Linked DNA regions of Mus musculus: regions 2 and 3 are each linked to region 1. The links are chromatin contacts, called in public HiCAR-type and promoter capture Hi-C maps. All regions are on one chromosome and are shown on one strand. The core of a region is the stretch at or near the end of the contact, and the rest is flanking DNA. Distances in the headings are between cores, read along the strand shown. Region 1 holds the start of Slc35f1 (solute carrier family 35, member F1). Region 2 holds the start of Cep85l (centrosomal protein 85-like). Region 3 overlaps Gm40650 (predicted gene, 40650).

What was found. Promoter capture Hi-C pulls out the DNA fragments that hold promoters and counts their contacts. HiCAR-type assays count read pairs that join an accessible place to other places.
Region 2: a contact with region 1 is called in a promoter capture Hi-C map of hippocampal neurons, with 5 times the contacts expected there. The contact joins the promoter of Cep85l here to the promoter of Slc35f1 in region 1. A contact is called at or near these places in 2 of 39 promoter capture datasets (cranial neural crest and hippocampal neurons), 2 of 484 Hi-C or Micro-C datasets (both in embryonic stem cells) and 1 of 115 datasets of contacts at active chromatin or transcription factors (stem cell-derived neural progenitor cells).
Region 3: a contact with region 1 is called in a HiCAR-type map of astrocytes, with 3 times the contacts expected there. The contact joins the enhancer-like site here to the promoter of Slc35f1 in region 1. A contact is called at or near these places in 5 of 39 promoter capture datasets (hippocampal neurons, liver, second pharyngeal arch cranial neural crest and 1 more), 1 of 484 Hi-C or Micro-C datasets (cardiomyocytes) and 6 of 115 datasets of contacts at active chromatin or transcription factors (astrocytes, embryonic basal ganglia, embryonic forebrain and 3 more).

Annotation. Positions count from the first base shown.
Region 1 is chr10:52,689,149-52,691,848 of GRCm38.p6, reverse strand. Slc35f1 (solute carrier family 35, member F1) reads right to left here and starts at 1,348. Exons shown (of 8, transcript NM_178675.4): 1 at 680-1,348. The coding sequence starts at 852.
Region 2 is chr10:53,378,510-53,381,209 of GRCm38.p6, reverse strand. Cep85l (centrosomal protein 85-like) reads left to right here and starts at 1,327. Exons shown (of 13, transcript NM_001204983.2): 1 at 1,327-1,701. The coding sequence starts at 1,629. It overlaps Gm46225 (a long non-coding RNA gene), which reads left to right. Exons shown (of 3, transcript XR_001779770.2): 3 at 486-624.
Region 3 is chr10:53,502,168-53,504,867 of GRCm38.p6, reverse strand. The region is part of intron 1 of Gm40650 (predicted gene, 40650); the gene reads right to left. It overlaps Gm20597 (predicted gene, 20597), which reads left to right. Exons shown (of 4, transcript NR_037973.2): 4 at 1,161-2,700. Among named protein-coding and RNA genes, the nearest start is that of Gm40650, 15 kb to the right of the region's middle. Within about 2 kb of position 1,442, at least 85 of the 459 cell types and tissues checked have an H3K27ac peak or open chromatin away from gene starts, as enhancers often do. A contact at or near this core is called in astrocytes, forebrain, second pharyngeal arch cranial neural crest and 1 more, where this site is marked.

The DNA.
Region 1 (2,700 bases), core at 99-2,598:
AAGCAGAGTAACTAGGCACCTGATTCTCACACACCCTTCTAGCAAGATCTTGCACTTTGTTCAGGTCTGGCCCAGGCCTCTAGCCTCTTTTTCTTACTCCAAAAGCCATCAAGAGTCTGCACAGCGAGTGAAATGTCAGGCAGAAGTGTTTCCCCTTCTGTCTGGGGTTGGGGGTGGGGGTATCCTCACCTTATGCCCCTGGGGAGGGGAATCAGTGCCACCAGGGCGGAGCGAAAGACAGCGTGAGGTTGGCGACTTCCACGCCATCACCGCAGCCCGGGGCCTTCCCGCCTCCGCCCGGGCCATGTTGGGGTGGGGTGGGGGTGTCCCCAAAGCGCAAAGCTGGGATAAGAGTGCAAAGGGGAAGTGATACAACGTGAGGATGCGAGGCGTGAGCATGGACACACACAGGGCATCTGCAGGTAGAACAACCCCGCCTTTCTCCAACTCGCTCTCCGGACCTGCCTGCAGCCCGACCACTGGGGGATCCCAGCGTCAGGACAAAGCTGTCGCGGCCTCTCTGAGAGCGCAGGGAAAGAGAGCGAGCCCTGGCTCTCTCCCCTGGCTAGGACCCAGTGCCAAAGGACCTCGGGGACACGTCGGATGGGGAGAAAGGGGTCCGCGGGCTAGGCGCCTGCAGTGCCTGTCCCTGGTGTCCCCACTGGGAGCCTGTGCTCACCTGTTCAGCACTTTGCGGATCCTCTGGCGCATGCTAGCCCGGGAGGAGGCGGACAGGCTCACGCCGCCGCTGCCCTCAGCTGGCAGGTTCTCGATGGTGGTCACCACATGGTTCGGCGGGGCCGGTGGAGGTGGTGGCTGCAGTTGGGGCTGCGGAGGCTCGGGGGGAATCATCGCGGCGGAGGCGGAGGTGGATGGCTATCAGAACGCTGCCCCGCACATAGTGCGCGGGCTCCGGGCCCGGGAACAAGCAGAGGACCCGGCCAAGCGGCCCCGGCCCGGGGAGGCGGTGCCGCTTGCGAAGCGACGAAGCGGGAGACACCGGCGGGCTCCGGCCGCCTCCTCCCAGCCCAGTGCTCTCGGGTTGCTACCCAGTCCTGGCTGCACACCCTCTCTCCGGGCCGCTGCCACCTCCCGCCGGAGCTGCAACCAAGTCCTGGCACACCCCGCCAAGTGGCTGCAAAGGGGGTCGGCGGGGACCCGGAGCTGCCGGGTCCACTGCAAGGACCGTGCAGAGAGAGGAACGGGGCTGCCGGGTTTCGTCTTCTCTCCCAGTGCCTAGGGCTTGTCCTGGCTGTGGCAGTTGTGGTGGCGCCGCTTCAGCTGGCGCCGGGTTCGCTTAGAAAGCTGCCGTCTGTGTCTCACGGAGTGAGAAACCAAGAGTGAACCTGGAGCGCCGGGCGGGGGCGCCGCGCCGGCAGAGGGGGGTGGGGGTGGGATGAACGCTCTGCTCCCCGCCAGAGGGCGCTCCGGAGGTGCCTTGGTGTCCCCAACCCTCCTCCTGGCATCCAAAGAGGCCCCTGGTCTAGGATGCTGTGATTGGTGGTGGGTACTTTTGTCTTTTAAGTGCAGTAGTGGATACATCCTCCCTGTGAAATTGGGGAGGATTCCTCTTGCTTCTGCGGAGGCTCTGCAGAATCCAGCACCATGGGCCCGGGACAGAGGCACAACCCAGAGACAGTTTGTTGGTCCAGGCTACAAATTAAGCACCCTAAATATCACAACTATGCTCATCTAGAATGGACCTGGAGGAAAAAGGAAGTAAAACAGTTTCTCACTAAAAATGCATGCTGGGAATTGGGAAAAGCAAACTAAGTCATCCCAAAACAACTCCATTTAGGCAACAGAGCACTGTGGAAGGAAAGTGAAAATAACAGAGATCCTAGAAAGTTTTTTTTTTTTAAATTCTAGGACAAGGCTACTCCTGAGTTGCCCATGGCATTGTAAGAGTTAAATGAAGTAAATTACCCATCAAGAGGGCCTGATGGCTCCCTCAAGGTCCTCCAGCTGTCAAACAAATAACTTTGTTAGCTCCTGAAATCATAGCCCACTTTCTGCCCAATGGACCTTATCCCAGACATTCCTTATACCTATTGATCTGCATTTCAAATAGTTATTGACTCTGGAAATTTTTTCAGATGCCTCTTAATCTAGATTGCCTGGGCAAGGATCTTGCCACAAGAATGATATGCATTTAAGTTTTGCCCACTTCACTGCAGAATAGGGAATTGATCCTATTGAGTAAGTTTAACAGGTATATTTGTTCACACGAAAGCACATTGATACTGCCACTAAATCCAAATGCTCTAAAGACTAGCAAATGAAAACATCTGTTTAGGATGTTCAGAGAAAAATAACATTCAAAAGTAGACGATGTATTCTCAAAACAGGGAAAAGAGGGACAAAAGAGCAGTGGGTGGGACAAAAAGAAGCCAGTCCTTTGTATCATAATAGGGGTTCTTGTCATTAAAAAAATTGGATAGACAGAAATGTACAAAACTTCTCCTGTCTATATTTAAGTATCTGTCAAACCCAGTTTCTACCTGAACTGTCCCCAGGGCCCCTTTCTACAAAATTCTACCCAGCTTGGAACACTTTCCATTTTATAATTAGAACATCACCCCATGCCTTCTTTAGTGACTTTTCATTCTAGAATATTCACCCCAGATTTTCAGGACAGGTGAAAGAATTACTACAAACAAGAACAAGGCTTGTAACCTTGGGAATATTAAAATTCCAATA
Region 2 (2,700 bases), core at 78-2,577, 690 kb before region 1:
TTTAAGAATCTCTAAGCGACCGGAACCTTTCTTTCCTTCTTACTCCCTCCCTCCCTTTCTTTCTTTCTTCCTTCCTTCCTTCCTTCCTTCCTTCCTTCCTTCCTTCCTTCCTTCCTCTCTCTCTCTCTCTCTCTCTCTTTCTTTCTTTCTTTCTTTCTTTCTTTCTTTCTTTCTTTCTTTCTTTCTTTCTTTCTCCTTTTTCTTTCTTTCTAGAAAGCACAGAGGAGGCTAAAGCAGGAGAACCAGGAGTTTGAGGGCAGCCTGGGTTACACATCAAGTTTCCAGCGAATTTGGGCTTTTTGTTAAACTACAAATTATGAAAAGATGTATTTGTAGATATAGTATTTTTACTTTCGATATTTTTCTTTGTGGAACTGTTAATGTTTTTTTCCCCATCCTTTTCAACTGTCAATAAATAATTAGATACATTTTAGATCAGATAAAGAGCCATCTCGTTATATTTTCATATTTCTGTCACCTTCTAGCATCAGAATCATTTGACGGTTGACCAACATCTGAAGATTTGGAGAAATATCTGCAGATCTACAGGAAGGAGACTAGATGTATAACCACGGTTTGGTACATTTCAGCAAATGTGGTGAGTTATAGCACACATTTTTAAATGTAAGCCTCACAAGCTTTAAGTAGTATTTTACTTGAGGATACATCAATATTAAGCTTTTGTTAGCAGTTTCCACATTAGGAAAAACATCACTGGACTCAAAGCCTAAGGAACTTATCGTCTGGGTTACTTCTGATTGGCATGCTGAGACTGCCTCCTTGTACAGTGGTTGACAGTGTTTAGTTTGTATCTAAATATTCAAATGATTATATTGCCAACAAGAGTAATTGCAAGAGGATGCTGTATTCCTTTGTCTTTTCTCAGGATGTCTGTTCCTAGGAAGGGTGGGAAATAAAGTGGAGCAGATGTGGGAGGCAGGGATGTCCTCTTTTCTATTCCCACCGTGATCCATAACCGGTGCTTGTGGAACGCATGACAACAATTTTAATTCTGATCTCCATTCTGAGTCAGATGGCTAGCCCCACAGCCCCTTGAAGCGGTTGCAGGGACAACTCGCACCTTTTATAACAACTGTGCCCCTAGAAAGCACGTATAGGAAGACAGGGTTTGGGATTAAATTATGGACCCTCTCTCAGCTTGAAGGTAACAGGATGGAGAAGTAGGGAGCGGCTTCAGGATGATCACCCGCATGCTGTTAGCAATAGGTTTTTGGTTCGCCAAGAGTCCCAGGCCCCGCCTTGAGGCCCCGCCCTCTGGGCCCCGCCCCCAGCCCCATCCAGGCCCCGCCTGTCCTGGCCCGGCCCGCTGCCTAAGGTTCTGCCGGGCGGAGGGGGCTGAGAGAAGCCGCAGCTGCAGATTCGCTTTGAGCCCCGGAGCCTGCGATCGCGCCGCCGTCACCGGGGAGCTACTAGCTTCCCCGGCCCGGGCCTCAGCGCAGCCGGCTGGGCCATGGCAGCCGCCGCGCTCCGGGGCCGTCGCTGAACAGCCGTTAAGCCCCCCGCCCGGGTCCGGTCCGCGCTGCCGAGGCCCAGGCTCCGCTCAAGTTTCCGCCCAGAAGCCGAGGCGACCGCGGGCCCCGAGCTCCAGGCTCGCCCGCTCGCCCGCTATGTGGGGCCGTTTCCTGGCCCCGGAGGCTGGCGGCCGGGACAGCCCCAGCGGGGCCCGCAGCTTCCCTGCGGGTAAGGAGGACTGCGGGCGGGTGGGGTGACGGCCGCCAGGGCTTCTCCGGAGTCCGCGCCCTAAGGCCTGCGACCCCCGCGGGGTGACAACTCGGCTCTTCTGGGCCGCTCGGCCGGGCTTTGTTGTCCCTCGTGTGGTGTGCGTGGCTGCCCCACGCGGGACGCGGGCGGGAAGGTCGCTGCAGTGTCGCCCGCAGCCACTGCTCCAGAGAAGCTGCTGAGGACTTGGTCGCCGATTGAGACCCCCGAGGGGGCGGCAGCTCTTAGAAAGCAGGTCGCATGGCTGCCAGGGCTCTCCTGGGTCCCATCAGAGCCCAGCCGCCTTCGAAACGGGGCTCAGGGAAACTGGGGGGTTGCAGCTTTGCGGTGGTGGTTGTAGGGACTGTTAGAATCAGACAACCATTTCATGCCTGCATCACCCAGAAGTTGTGTAGGAGCCACTGAATTATAAATCTTCCCCTAACGTGGAATAGAACAAGAAGAGTTGGCTTGACCATGACAAGTTATCTAATGATGACAGTCTAAAGGGCTCTTTAATCTGAACTGAATCATGAACCCCTTTGAAAAGCTGAAAGATACATAAATTTTTTTCCTTCTCCCCCCCACCCCCCAAGAGAAAAGGGCTACTTATTTGTACGCAGAATTTCTCCTAAAAATTTAGGTATTTTGGGGACCCATGGGTGGTAACCCTGTTCTACAAAGTGTTAGAACTTGACTTGTGTAACTTAGAGGCAGTTGTGTACCTTTTGCAAAACTGTTCGAAAAGAAGCATTTTGTAGGAGTCCTTTTGTGGTATTCTCTGCCTTTTTGAAGATACCATGCAGGCACATTGCTACTGAAATTTTGAACAATGAAATTCTGTGACAGTTTAAATTCTAAACTATCAGTAGTTCTCAACCTCCCTAATGCTGCGAACTTTAAAAGTTCCTCATGTTGTGATGTCCCCAAACCATAAAATTATTTTCATTGCCACTTCATAACTGTAATGTTTGCTATTGT
Region 3 (2,700 bases), core at 193-2,692, 810 kb before region 1:
ACTGCAATGGGCCAGGATATAAGAATAGCGACAATGAGATCCTAAATTTGCAAGTGTTTTCTGGGCTGCTTGAGAACTATTTAATCCTAAGAGTTTGTTTTTTTTCTCTCATTTCTATCATCTAGGATGGGCACTGTATCCAAACTTGATTAAGTTCTTACAACATCAGAGTTATAGCCAATCCTCAGTGTGTGTGTGTGTGTATGTATGTATGTATGTATGTATGTATGTATGTATGTATGTACAGTATGGTAAAGGGCTAATGGCCCAAAAGCGTAGAGCAGGCTACGGAACATGTTCAAGCTTGGGGTCCATGGAGCTCCTGATAAGGGAGTCCAGAGGGTGGTTCGGCCTACTAAACTAAAGCAGATCATGATAAGGCCAGCACACCAACCTCCATTGGTAATCACAGACCTGAGACTGGAGAACAAGTCTCTTCTGCTCTATAGCCCAACCCCCACCCCCACCCCCATTCCTGAGGAAAGGGTGATGTCCTTCATTCTTCTGATTAAAGGGCAATCTGTTTCTATTCAGGTCGGTTTACTCCTTCTTTTATTTCCAATCTCTTTCCGTGTTGCCTTTCCAGTCTAACAATTTATATTTAATGTCCTCTCAGGATGAGTAGTCATGTGACTATTAGAAGAAACATTGGTAACAATTGTCTCAAAACTGACATTCTCAGTCTGTCAACTAAGAAAAACCTGTATTCTGCATTTAAAATATTCTACAATAGAAACTTTGATCGTTTGTTATTTATTTATCTACTTTTAAAATCTATTTAGCTGATCTCCTGCCTCAGCCTCCCTAGTCCTGGGATTAAAAGGTATGTACCACTATGCCCGGGACTGATATATTATGAGTCAGTACTTTGGCACTATGAACAGCTAGTGCTAATGTATTTGTAGTTTGGGGAATCTTCCTAAATGAAGACTATGATTAAGATACTTTAGATGCTGATGAAAATTCTTCAAAACACATTTAGGGCAGAAAAAAACAAAAAAACAAAACAAAACAAAACAAAACCCTAAGCAGTCAGTGCTGGCTTCAAACAGATTTAAATTAGCCCAGGAAGCAAGCTCAGTCCAGACTAGGGAAACACGGGATCAGGGCGCCTGCGCCAGAAGCTCTGCTTCCTTTTCTCTGTTTTCTGTTTTACATAGGAATGAAAAGACAGCCGCCACAGTGTAAGCTTCCAGCCCAGGAGGGCCCAGGAGGGCGCAGGAGCTTTGAAAGCTTATCAGGAGCTGCTGTGAGGAAATACCTTCTTTATCACTTGTCACCTATGCCGGGCCGCCAGATGGTTCCACTTGCCTTCTCCTAAAACAGTCAGCATTGTTGTTCAGAGAGCAGGTCTTCGTGAGGCAAATGGGAGAGCGAGCGGGATTTGGGTCAGAACACAGCGGCTGCCCTCAAACTGGCTGTTGTGGCAAGGCTTTAGTTCCCTGCTTTGTCTTGTGTTCCCGCTCAGTCTCTGAAGCCTGGACTCAGGAAACTGCTCCTCCACCATCTCTCCTGACACAGTCTGTTTCTTGTCCTCTGAGGTCTTTTGCCCTGTGTGACCGCACTGCCCACTGTTGAGTTCAGCAATGCTGGGAAGACTCCAAGCGTCGGCCCAGAAACTCCTTCAAGAAAGCCAAATTCTCACCGATGCGGGGAGAATACCAACAATTGGGCCTAAAAAGGCCCATTTCTGGAATTGAGAAGCTGGGAACACCAAATCAAAAGTTGGCAGCAGCAGAGAAACAGAAGCCCACTAGGGACCACACAGGCACTGGGCTGCCTCAGTTCTCTACGTAAAGGAGCTAGAAAGAGCAGGGCGCCCTGGAGTGGGACTGAGCAGAGGTGCATGGAGACCCTCAACCACAGCTCAAGGGGCCAAGAGGCTTTGGAGTGAGAGGCCAAGGTTCTGGATGCAGGCTTCACTTAAAGGTTACCGGGGCCCTCCTGAGCGGGATCCATCAGCCTGCTATGACTCCCTAGAGTGAGATGCAATAATTACCACCTCATCCCACCTTTTAACCACTGTTCTTATCCTCCGTGGTTAGTCCTCTCCATCCTAACCTTTCTGTTCGGGGAGAGTTTCTGCTTTTCCTATTCAGTATGTCCTGATGCGTCTAAAAGAGCCATCGCCCACCCTTGTCAGGCAGCTGCGCTCTGATTCTCCGATTTAAACGGGCTCAGGACCACTGTACTCTACCAGGCCTGCTGTGGACAGACGCTTTCCCAGCATCACAGCAGACGGAGGCTCGTAACTAGTGTGGCAGCCTAGGAAGCCCTGAGTGTGAGGTTCCTAACTGAATGTGTGCTGTTGACAGGGGCACCGCTGTGTCAAGGACCTAAGCTTCCGTCTCGGAGGGCCATCTGAAAGCCTTCCCTCCTGTTCTGAGTGTGGATATAACACAGTGTGCTGAAAATGTTCACCATAACTCTCTGCCCGGAACCCACGGATATTTTCGCTCTGAAGACTACTCCCCTACAGAGACTGATCCTACCGAGATTAGCTAAACCTGGCTCCTTAATCCAGCTGTGTACCAGAAACCCTGAATCCTTGTTTATCTGTATGTAATAACCACACCTTCTTATTCAGCTGTATGTAATAATAATAACCCCGCCCTTCTGTTCATCTCTATATAACAAACACACTGTTGCTTTGGGGAGGAGGCTATGCTTTCTCCAACATAGGGCTTGGATCACCTAAAC